Linked DNA regions of Triticum aestivum: region 1 is linked to region 2. Evidence: chromatin contacts called from public Hi-C data. All regions are on one chromosome and are shown on one strand. Each heading gives the region's core, a stretch centred on a gene start, on an enhancer-like site or on the middle of the called end of the contact. The rest is flanking DNA. Distances are from core to core; before and after follow the strand shown.

Evidence for each region. A called contact is a pair of places that touch in the nucleus more often than the background predicts.
Region 1: a contact with region 2 is called in a Hi-C map of leaf, with 5 times the contacts expected there. The contact joins the promoter of LOC123182556 here to the promoter of LOC100037537 in region 2. A contact is called at or near these places in 4 of 5 Hi-C or Micro-C datasets (leaf and an unstated tissue).

The regions. Positions count from the first base shown.
Region 1 is chr1D:422,114,930-422,120,513 of IWGSC CS RefSeq v2.1, reverse strand. It overlaps LOC123182556 (calmodulin calcium-dependent NAD kinase), which reads left to right and starts at 2,651. Exons shown (of 8, transcript XM_044595171.1): 1 at 2,651-3,216; 2 at 3,901-4,124; 3 at 4,252-4,313; 4 at 5,169-5,390. The coding sequence starts at 3,120.
Region 2 is chr1D:421,862,817-421,868,428 of IWGSC CS RefSeq v2.1, reverse strand. It overlaps LOC100037537 (thioredoxin H-type-like), which reads right to left and starts at 2,592. Exons shown (of 3, transcript XM_044595169.1): 1 at 2,381-2,592; 2 at 1,005-1,127; 3 at 1-915. The coding sequence starts at 361.

The sequences.
Region 1 (5,584 bases), core at 1,402-3,901, 250 kb before region 2:
AGTGGGATGTGTTAAATGAGACGACGGATGATCCCTCGGCCATGTACAAGTTGTACAAGAGCGAGCTGGACGTGATCACGCCTGAGCAGGTGAACTGACATTGCATAAGTGATTATCATGCTTGTATCGTAACTCGATATCAATTTTGCATTCAATCCCATTTTGCAGGTGGAATGGGAGCCGTATGGAAAAGGAGAGAGTTTTGGTAACCCTATGGAGTTCAGGCTGAATCCGATGTGCACTAAGGATAGAGATCTCTGGCATATGCGGTGCCCACTGATATGCAACTGGGCGGTTGAGCTTCACCTGCCACATCGGGTGTTCCGCCAGTTTGGTTTGTTCCAGCCACACCCGCCGAAGTGGGAGGACACGGACAAGTTGCTACACGCGTAAGATATAATTAACCTTGAGCCCTTAGCAGCTTCTCGACGGTTTCGATGATGCTAATATTCTGTTTCTAACTTGCAGATTGGATAGGAAAAAGCAGCAGAAGATCAAGGATTGGGCCAACCATCACAGGAAGTATGTCCTGCAGTTCGCTCTTAGTGTGGAGCAAGCAAGGGCTGGAAAACGAGCCCAGCTTCGTGAGCACTGCCCGATCGCGTTCAACAACTATCTCACATGGTTTCTTGCAAGTACCCGCGTGGAGGTATGCAAGCCGGCGTATGCTGAGGAGATTCTGGAAGAACCCACCGTTTTTGATGAGGTAGCCCAGCACCAGTACAACGCATTAGTCAGGAAAGGCAACTCAGTGATCCCTTCAGCTCCAATGATGAACTTTGTGGTTAGCCCTTTTTGCTTTTCCATTCGCACTATTCACATCTTCGCTTGCCTAACACTATGGTACCGTTTCTGTTCATAGCGTGCCCAGATCAAGAAAGCAGCTGATGAGACCGAGACTATTCTGGAAACAACCCCGGCTGGCAAAAGCGATGGGGAAGGTGCACTTCGAGCATTCATTAAGGTTCACATCTCCTTCAAACTAGCACTTGACATATGTTGCTACGTTCCATGTCTCATTCACTTGTACATGTTGCAGCGCCAGGGCCAAAAGTTAAGGCGGCTATCAAACCTTTTCGGTTGTCGTGGCCCGAGTATGTATCACCAGAACGGTCTAGGTCGGCGACACCATCAGATCCCGCTTCGGGGCAGGGCCATGGTGAACCTTTCGCGGATGAGGATGTGGGTGTGGTCACCCAAGAGGTATGGCATGACGATATATATCCATTTGTTGATGCATTGCTAACCATATCCTCACACACGGTCTTTCCATATCTTCTGTTGATGCATAGGTTGCTGATGATATGACCGTGGGGACGTACCAGGCTCGGTCTGCATACGAGTTGAAACCTAGGAAGGGAATCAACAAGTACACACCTGAAGACTTCACCCAAAGAGGCCAAAGAGGCAAAAGGACGGTCGGCACCTCGCGGATGGCGGCTTTGGATGACTATTTGGATGACAATGTAGATGACGTGGAGGAACCGGAGCCGGAGCCGGAGCGGGTTCCTCTTCCTAGGAAGGTGAAGAAGATAAGCGTCAAGAGGGGGGAGGAGCCAGCAAGCGCGGAAAGCACTAGTCATCGTCCTTTATTTATAATGTTGAACTTAGAGTGGAATTTGTTATGTCATTGAACTTGGAGTGGTGGTAACTATTAGTAATGTGAAATTTGTTATGTCGTTGAACTTGGAGTGGTCGTAGCTATTAGTAATGTGGAATTTGTTATGTCGTTGAACATGGAGTGGTCGTAGCTATTAGTAATGTGGAATTTGTTATGTCGTTGAACTTGGAGTGGTGGTAGCTCTATGTTAAACTTGAACTTATTGTGATGGTCCTTTCTAAGAAATGATGTCTTTGGTGAACACTTTTTGAACCTTAATGTTTATTATACGAAATGTTGAAGTGTGGCTGAAAATGACCCAGTATGAATGACCAAAAAACACTAAGTGTTTGTGCAGCGCCTAGCTGGCAGGCGCCACACTCTACAGTGCAGCGCCCATCAGCAAGGCGTTGCACTGTACAGTGTGGCGCCCCCAGGCTAGGCGCTGCACAAAACTTAGCGAATTTTTTGGCCCAAACTGGAGGCCTACCTTCTGTTGCTCTCTGGATAGCTACAGACTTGTGCAGCGCCTAGCCCGGAGGCGCCACACTCTATAGTGCAGCGCCTTGAGCCTAGGCGTTTCACTGTAGAGTGTGGCGCCTCCTAGCTAGGCGCTGCACAAACACTTAGCGAAATTTTTGCCCCAGACTGGAGGCCTACCTTATGTTGCTTTCTGGATAGCTACAGACTTATGCAACGCGTAGCCCGGAGTCTAGGCGCTGCACATTCCATGTGTGGCGCCTAGCTCGGAGACGCTGCACTGCTGGGTGCGGGCCCAGGGGCTGCCACGGTGGACAGGTGTGCAACGCCGCTGAGCTAGGCGCTGCACAGTACGGTGTGGCACCGGCGTGGCGGACGCTACACAAAAAGGTCAGGAGAGTGAAATAGTTTCGCACCCAATTCATTCTATGAAATGATTTCGTTCCGAGGTCAAAATTGTCAAATTTGCCGGTGTGGGCGATGGGCAGCAAAGTCAAAACTGCCCGCGCGCGATCATTTCACCCGTACGCTTTCTTTCTTTCTCTCTGCCATCGCCAGCCACCGGCCGTTGGCCCCGCACCCTGCACACCACCACCACCAACCACCACCGCGCGCTCCTCCCTCTACGCCGTCGCGAGGCCGCGGACCGTACCGTACCGTCCATACATATACATACAGGCAGCCAGGCCTTCTCCTTCTTTCCTTCCACGCCGCGGCCGCCGAGTGCTCCCACCCCGCGAATCCCGGGCCGTCCGTCCCCATCGCCGCCGCCCGGCCGGCCGCGCATTCCGTCCGCTCCGCTCCGTAGCTTAGCTAGGGGCACGCCACTGTACCGCCTACCCCCGGGGCTCCAGGATTTCCGACCCACCCTCGGGTGGGTTGTCCAGAAGCATCGGCGACCCGCTCCCGCTCCCGCTCCGTATAAACAAATCCACGCCGCACCCTCCCTGTCTGATCTCACTGCCGCGGACGAGGAGGGCCTGTTGAGCGCATTTCTCGTCTCCCTTCGCCTTCAACCGCCGGAAGGTCAGGAGGGGGCATGAGGGACGACGGGCCCGCGGCGGCGCTGGTGCCGCGCCTGGCCGTCTCCAGCGCCAGCCGCGTCGAGGAGCTCGAGCGCTTCTCCCATTACGTCGGTACGTACTTGCGCCACTCTCCATCCCCTCCCCTCGCCGCCCCGTTCCCTTGCTTTAGCTTCAGCAGCCGCCCCGCCGCTAGGTGCTGTTTGCTCTTCGCTCCTTGCCTTGTATCCATCGACGGAGCAGCTACGCGTTTCAGTTTTGGCCTACCTGATAATCTGAATAGTGTTCCTGTTCGTCTGTGCTGCTTTTATGCTCATCCTTCAGTTTGTACCAGTGAATTACGCGATCAATTTCACCAGGTGAACATCCTCAGATTCTCGTGGTTCGCACCGCTGCCGCTCCTTGCCCCAGCGGATCCCAATCCAAGAAATAGGGACGCAGCCCGGAATCCCAGCTGCACAAGCATCCCCTCTCGATTTGTTAATTAAAATTACCGGCTCTGCTTGCTCATGGTGGACATTTAACTAGACACCCAACTTGCCCATGCCATACACAAAAAACTGTACATTAGATAATGTTTCTGTGACCCTGCCGGATGCACATCGCTATCATTTCCACCTCTTTTATACAATAAACAAGTAAAACCCACATCGCCATCAAAGAGATCCAGACGCACGGCATGTTCCTTCCTTCTGGCTCTACTAGCTTCACAATCCTATGACAATAATGCCGTTTTGGAGCTTCCCCTGCACCTTCCTGCCTGCCTGACAAAAACCTGTGGCCTCTCTTCTTCTCCAGCCAGGCAAATCGGGTTCGACCACGCCAGCGAGTGCCCCCACCTGTGCACGCTGGCCTACGACTACCTGCGCAAGAACAAGGGCTACGAGGACAACATATTCGCCTTCTTCCACAACACCGCCGACCCCGGCTCCCTCATCGTCAGCTTCATCGAGGAGCTCGACAAGTGCATACTCGGCTACTTCTCCTTCCACTGGAAATGCTCCACCTACATGATCACCCAGGTAAAAATTAAGGAGCGACGATGACGACGGCTTTTGAATGAAATCGACCTTCTCTTCTTCCTTCCTTGCGACGATGCTCTTCCACTGATATTTTGTATATTGATTTGATACAGTGTGATCTCCACAGGTTCTGACAGTGGAAGGCGCGCCCAAGAGAAAGCTCAGGAACATGGTATTGGAGGCCACTAGGTGATTGATTATCCATTCTTTAAGCGGCACGCGTCATAGTAGAGCCTGTCAATGCGTTGTGGTTGTCTATTCTTTGCTTTGCTTCGCCCATTATTTTTAGCTTACATCATCTTAGTGTATGTAGCTTGGTATGTCCCTCTTGTGTGTGGTTTGATAAGTTCTTCTTTATCGGCGTGCTGGATTTCGTCCTTGAATTATTCACACAGTTGACTTCTACTTTTATCTGACGGAGTGATAAATTAGTCAACCTGGCACTAGATCAACTTCAGAGCTCAGCGTGGGCTCTGTAGCAGAAACTGCATCTTTTGAGGTCAGGAGTGATGAGATTGAGATGGTGCCCATGTGCTAAGGTTTTAAATTACTCCCACAACCACATGTTGGTTTGTCATGAGACTTTCCGGGAAATGTCCCTTTGAATGAGTGCATTGCTAAATTCTCTGGTCCAGTTTGTGTCTGCGTTTCTTATTGTTAATCATGAAAGCAATTAATTCACTGCCAGTGGGATACAATAATTCTACTTGTGTATATCTGTCCGTTTCTAAAGCGAAATATGTCTGCATAGGAGAACTGTAGTTGAATTAATCCATTAAAAATGTGAAAAAAATACGAAAATAAAACCACAAGAACTGCATGCTTAACAAGCCCCTTCATGCATCATCTATCTCCCTAACTTCCTAGGCAGAGGAGTTTGAGCATATGTTTACAACTTAGATCTGAGATGGCATTTTCTTCTTAAAAAGAATACATAAACTCAATCTGGTTCAGTCATAAGTATGAGATATAATTACAGGTAATGATCTCTGTTTCTCTGACACCAAAACTGAAGTCTAGTATCTGAATCTCCTCTAAACACAGGAGTCAGAGATTCGAAAGGGTCACAAGAAACTTGAAGGTAACTAGGCTATTCTCCACACTGGTGGAAGAGCTGAAGGCCATAGGACTATCTCCCCAAGGTCCGGCACAGTGCAGCGATGTGATGGTCCCAGTAGCACATTGTGATCGCAGCCCAGTCCTACTCCTGATGGGTGGTGGAATGGGAGCTGGCAAGAGCACTGTACTTAAAGATATACTAAAGGAGTAAGTTGATCAATTCTGTACTTGTTGCTCACTGTAAATTTCTTCTGGCAACCTGCACACTTTGCACAAAAATGCCGAGTAAATGGACGAGAAATGCCGAGCTGTTAAAAACTGATTTGAGAAGACAGAAACATTACCGAGACTTTCCTCAAAGCAAGTAGAGCAGTTAAATAGAAGACTTTGTCTATACGCTG
Region 2 (5,612 bases), core at 1,343-3,842:
TGTCCGGCTGGGTGCACAGGGACCGGTGGCCGATGGCGACGCCGAGCAAGAAGAGGCCATCCGCGGCGGCGAAGATCCTGGGCTCGATGGCGAAGCGTGTGGGCTTGAGGCCGGGGCAGTTGACGCGGATGTGGGAGACCAGCGGCGGGCGGGCGGCGATCATGGTGACCTCTATGGCATGGCCTCCCCTGGTGCCGGCGGCGGCGGTGGTGCCGGCGGCTATGTAGGCGGAGACGTCGAGGAGGACCCAGCTCGGAGGAGGACCGTTGAAAAGGGGCAGCGCAGGCGGTGTCAGCGAGGCGCCGAAGATGGCGCTCTCCGTCACGTTGACGTACTCTTCCAAGCCCTCCTCCATGTACATGGATGGATCTTCCCCTCCTTTCAAGCTATCTACAAGACGATTGTCCAGGTATATATGAAGAGAGGATTGCTAGCCTGATGAAACCGAATCAAAATATGTTTCTGCTTGAATCCGGAAGAGAATTTCCTCCCTTTTTTTGAAAAGGGGAGAACTTCCAGCTCCAGGTGGGATCGGAGAGGGGAACCAACACTGGAACCGTGTGCACATGCACATCCCAGCTTGTAGATCAGGATAGATCCAGGCAAATTCACATCCAAAGGGGCGAAAACTATTTATGCAAAAGCACACTAGCTTGGATTAAGCAACGCATTATCCATAAACCAACAAGTAACAAGAAGTACACAGGATATAAGGTGCCATTAGAGGCACTACTTGTTGAGCGGCAATTTTATTTAGGCCAATACTACACCGCTAGGTGATTACTGGGCCGCGTGTAGCCCAACCTTGTTCGTCAGTTCCTCCTTGATAGCTCCGACAACCCTGTCCTTGACGTCTCCTTCCTTCATGAACAGGAAGGTTGGCATGGCCTCCACGCTGAATTGCTCAGCAATGGACTGTTTATACAACACAAAAAGCTTTGTTAGTAACACAGCTCTGAATTTGTACCACGATACTCTGTAAACAGCGACATCAGTTCCATTACCTTCAGTTCATCAACATCGACCTTGAGGAAAACAGCAGCTGGGAACTTCTTGGCGAGATCAGCGAAAATTGGAGCCATAATGCGGCAGGGTCCACACCACGATGCAGTGAAGTCAATGACCACCTGTTAGGTGCAAAACAAGGTTAACATGATCGTGAAGAATATATTCAAAGCATGTGTCAATAATGCTTTTGCTTTTAAAAAAATGCTATTGCTAATTCCTATACCAGAGCTTGCACTCCAAGTTCCTAAATATAAGACCTTTTAGAGATTCCACTTAGACTACATACGGAGCAAAATGAGTGAATCTACACTCTAAAGTATGTCTATATACATCCGTATGTAGTCCATAGTGGAATATCTAAAAGGTCTTATATTTAAGAACGGAGGGAGTAAAATTTACATTGGATTGCTGCGCTTGTTCCAGAATTTCTGAGTCGAAACTCCATGAAAAGTTGCAAACTCCCCCGCAAAAAATATATTACAAACTACTCCATAATGATCATCATGTGAGGCCATGGTTCAGAGTTTCAGTGGGTTAACACCATCATTCTTTGTATACAGACTTGAAGAGACACGATCTACATATAGTACAATGTTGGTGCCAATTTGTAGCAGTATCAAATAGGGGGATATTGCACACGATGGCAATCTCTACAATCTTAACAAGAAGAACAAAAGGACTCTCCAATCTCCATCCACACACCACAAAACTCGTCAGGCAGCACAGCGCGGAAAACATATTGCAAGAGTCGTGTAAAGAGACGCGCGATCTGCTGACACAGAAAGATGTTCCAAACATATGCATCATTACACAGGATCAAGGCAACGCTATTACTACAACGTAATCAACACATGACAGTGGTTTTAGACAATTCAAAGAAAGACCTTGCAGGGAGGGGTGCCACCTGCGCTACAAAATGTCTCAAATCTGAATTGGCGTTTTTCTCCGGCCTACTATAACAATTGGCTTAGCAGAGCCCCTGACAAGAAAGTCCAGTCAACTAGTCTAGTTGTGATTAACTGTTTTTGCTGCAATTTTTCCTGGTCACAAATACCAGATTCGCCGCATCCCTAAGATGGGGGAAAACAAATCAGCCCTATACGCTCTCTGAATCGCAATCGTAAAACAATCCAGCAACTTGTTTTAAGCACAGATTAGTCGTCAGGAGCCCACTACATACACGAAACAGCTCTCATCCACCAAACATCACTGCTCCTAGGTTTTAGATTTGGGTGGTGTGAACAAAGAAACACTAGCGCTCGACGGATCGAGTGGGATCTGAAACAAACCCTAGCGCTCCTCCCGCTTTGCAGGAGGAAGAGGGGATAACGGAACCAGATCAATCAGGAGATAGATAGATAGATGTGTATACCAGCTTCTTGGCGGCGTTGGCCTCCTCGATCTGCATGGTCCACTGCTCCAGGCTGTGGACGGAGATCACCTCCCCCGCCCCCACCGCCGCCGCCGTTGCCGTCGCCGCCGACGCCGCCATCTCTCTCTCTCTCTCTCTCTCTCTCTCTCTCTCTCTCTCTTCTCGGCAAGCACCGCTTATTTCTCACGCGCACTTTGTTGTTGCCTTCTGGCCTCGGTCTCCAATCCCGGCTCGCCTCCCCAAAGATATTGTCTTTGTCCGGCAGGCAGGAATCGGAATTTATCCTGCGGGCTATGACGAATATGCCCTTTCCTCCTGCGCGAAATTACGGCGGAGCCCCTGGAGGGCGTAGCTTTCCGGGCTGGGACTGTTGAACAGTCAGATGGGCGTGTGCATTCAAACGGGCGGGCCACCTGAGGCGTGTGTGATTGAACAGTTCTTTTTCTTCTCTGACGTGGTGAATAGGTCTACATCCGTACCTTTGCGAGGGCCTGATTCAAACACCACACTGCAAACACGCGTGAGGCATGGCAAAAATCATCTCGCAACCAACCGCCACAATATCAGACCCCGTGTACCCAGCCTATTTGTCCGGGTTGTTCGACACCCTTCATATCCATTCCCTATGTGGGTGGGATATGAGATGGTTTCAACGCGGCTACCACGCCAGATTGGCCCGTGTTGGCCCACCTCGACCCCCACAAAAACACCACTCTGACCAAATCTTAGTCACACTTCCTCAACAGCACCGCTCCAACTCCTCTCCCCTTCCCTTTGTCGCCGTCAGTCACCACCATATCCGGCTCCAGCAGCGACTCCTCCTCTGAAGCCGACACCGTTGATTGGGACGCCATCGCGGCAGAGTCAAATGACGAGTTGCTATCTTCATTGCCATCTGTAGGTTGCTGATGGATAGGGGTGGAAGCTCGATCTCGACGCACCACTCTGGTGGCCTGGCGGCACTCCTCCAACTCCAGGCTAGTCCGCGTAGGCTCGGCGTGGTCCACGCCCGCCCGGTGGTCTGGTGGGGCTCTTGCAGCTCCGGGATGTCACTTCCGCTCCCTGCACCTCTTGGTCGGTGTTGGGTGCTGATCTCAACACCTTCAAGCACGCGGCGGTGGCTTCTCAAGTCAAAGGCATGGGCAGCTCGCCGCATGAGGCAGGCATGGCTCTTGTAGATCTGTGTCGGTCTCCCTTACCTTCGACTTCGACGATGAGCTCATCTGCGGCGTCCTGCACTAGTCCTTGACCACCGCTCAGACAAACGCCTGCCGCAATCGCCATAAAAATGTGAAAGCATTGCAGCTAGAGCTTAGGGAGTTCGAGTGCCCACTGAAGAAGAAAGCTATGGCGGATGCCAAAGTTAGCCGCCTCGCCAAGTACCGCGCTTGCGTAGTCCGTTGCCTGCTAGGGCTCCCCTCCTCATCCAAATCCTCTAGTGCCTCCAACAACTCCAATGACCCTCTATGCGGCAACGTGTAATACCGTCGCTCTAGAGACGACAGGGAAAGGGCAAGGTGAATAAGAGGTGACTGCTATCTTTGTCTAATAGTATATCGTATTAATGTTATTGTAGTGGTGAACTATCTGTTTTTTGAACTTGCCATATCTGGTTGTATGATTTTTTTGCTATGCCCAATCGTATCAATGATATGTGTTTAGTTTATCTATGTTGTGTTGATTAACATTGCATGAGGTTGTATGAGTTTAAGGTTTGGATATGAGTGGACACGTCCCTGGATGTATAGAGAATCAAATTAGCTATGTTTGGTTGGAAATGCTCTTAGAGGGAAGACAAAGATGATGGCGACTCAGGCTAAGAGCATCTCCAGCCGTTGGCCCTCCAGGAGGCATAAAAATCACCGCCTGAGGGCGAGTCGGCGGTAAAATCGGCTCTGGGGGCGGTTGGGCATCCAACCGTCACCCCCAGGTCGCCCCCAGGCGCCGATATCGACCCATTCCTGGGTGCTTTTCGGCCCACTTTCAGCGAAAAATGGTCCATATTCGGTGTGGTTCGGCGTTGAATTCTCAACATAAATATTTTTTTTATCACATAGTTCATCACAGAAAATCAAATAGTTCAACAAAATAGTGCAACAATAAATAGTTCAATACAAATTATATAATTCAACAAATAAAAACTCATATTTCATCACACGTCGAGTTAGGCGGCGCCCTTGATCCTCCATAGGTGCTCCACCAGATCCTGCTGCAGTTGATGATGCACCTGTGGGTCTCGGATCTCCTGACGCATACTGAGGTAGGCAGTCCAGGTTGCCGGTAGCTGGTGATCAACTTCGGCTAGAGGACCCTGCCTGTAGTATGGTTCAGTGTCAAACACTGGATCTTCCTGCTCGCTCTCGATGATCATGTTGTGCAAGATGACACAGCAAGTCACGATCTCTCACATTTGATCTTTCGACCAGGTCTGAGTAGGGTACCGGACAACAGCAAATCGAGATTGGAGCACACCAAATGCCCGCTCGACATCCTTCCTGCAAGCCTCCTGCACCTTGGCAAAGTGGGACTTCTTGCCTCCTGGCACATCGTTTGAGATAGTCTTCACAAATGTAGACAATTTCAGATAGATGCCATCAGCTAGGTAGTACCCCTTGTTGTACTGCCGCCCATTGACCTCGAAGTTCACCGAAGGAGAATGACCTTCAACAAGCTTGGCAAAGACAGGAGAGCACTGCAGCACATTGATGTCATTGTGAGTTCCGGGCATACCAAAGAAGGAGTGCCAAATCCAGAGGTCCTGTGTGGCCACCGCCTCAAGTACCACACTGCAACCGCCTTTATACATCCCCTGCTAAGCAAATGGGCCGTTTTTCCATTTCCAATGCATGCAGTCGATACTTTTAAGCATCCCAGAAAATCCTCTTGCTGCATTATGTTACCTCATGATCTGTTGATAGCATTAACAATCTCAGCCAGGCGATAGGTTCATCCAACATACTAAGGTCGAGTTGATCATACAGATTTGCGGGATCAATAACTGGAAGAGGTAAGGAGTCCTGTCCAAACAAGCTTGAGAAGAACTGCGCAGCGATAGCCAGCTTTTCTGAATTCTCAGAGTGCTGTATGTCATCTCTCATCAGCATTCTGTTTTTTTTTTTGGAGTGACAATTTGCAGCGGCGTGGAAGAATCGCGTGTTTTCATCTCCCAACATACAATCTCTGATCTTTGCTCGTCATCTCCACATGCTAGTTTGCCACAAAATCAGCCCGT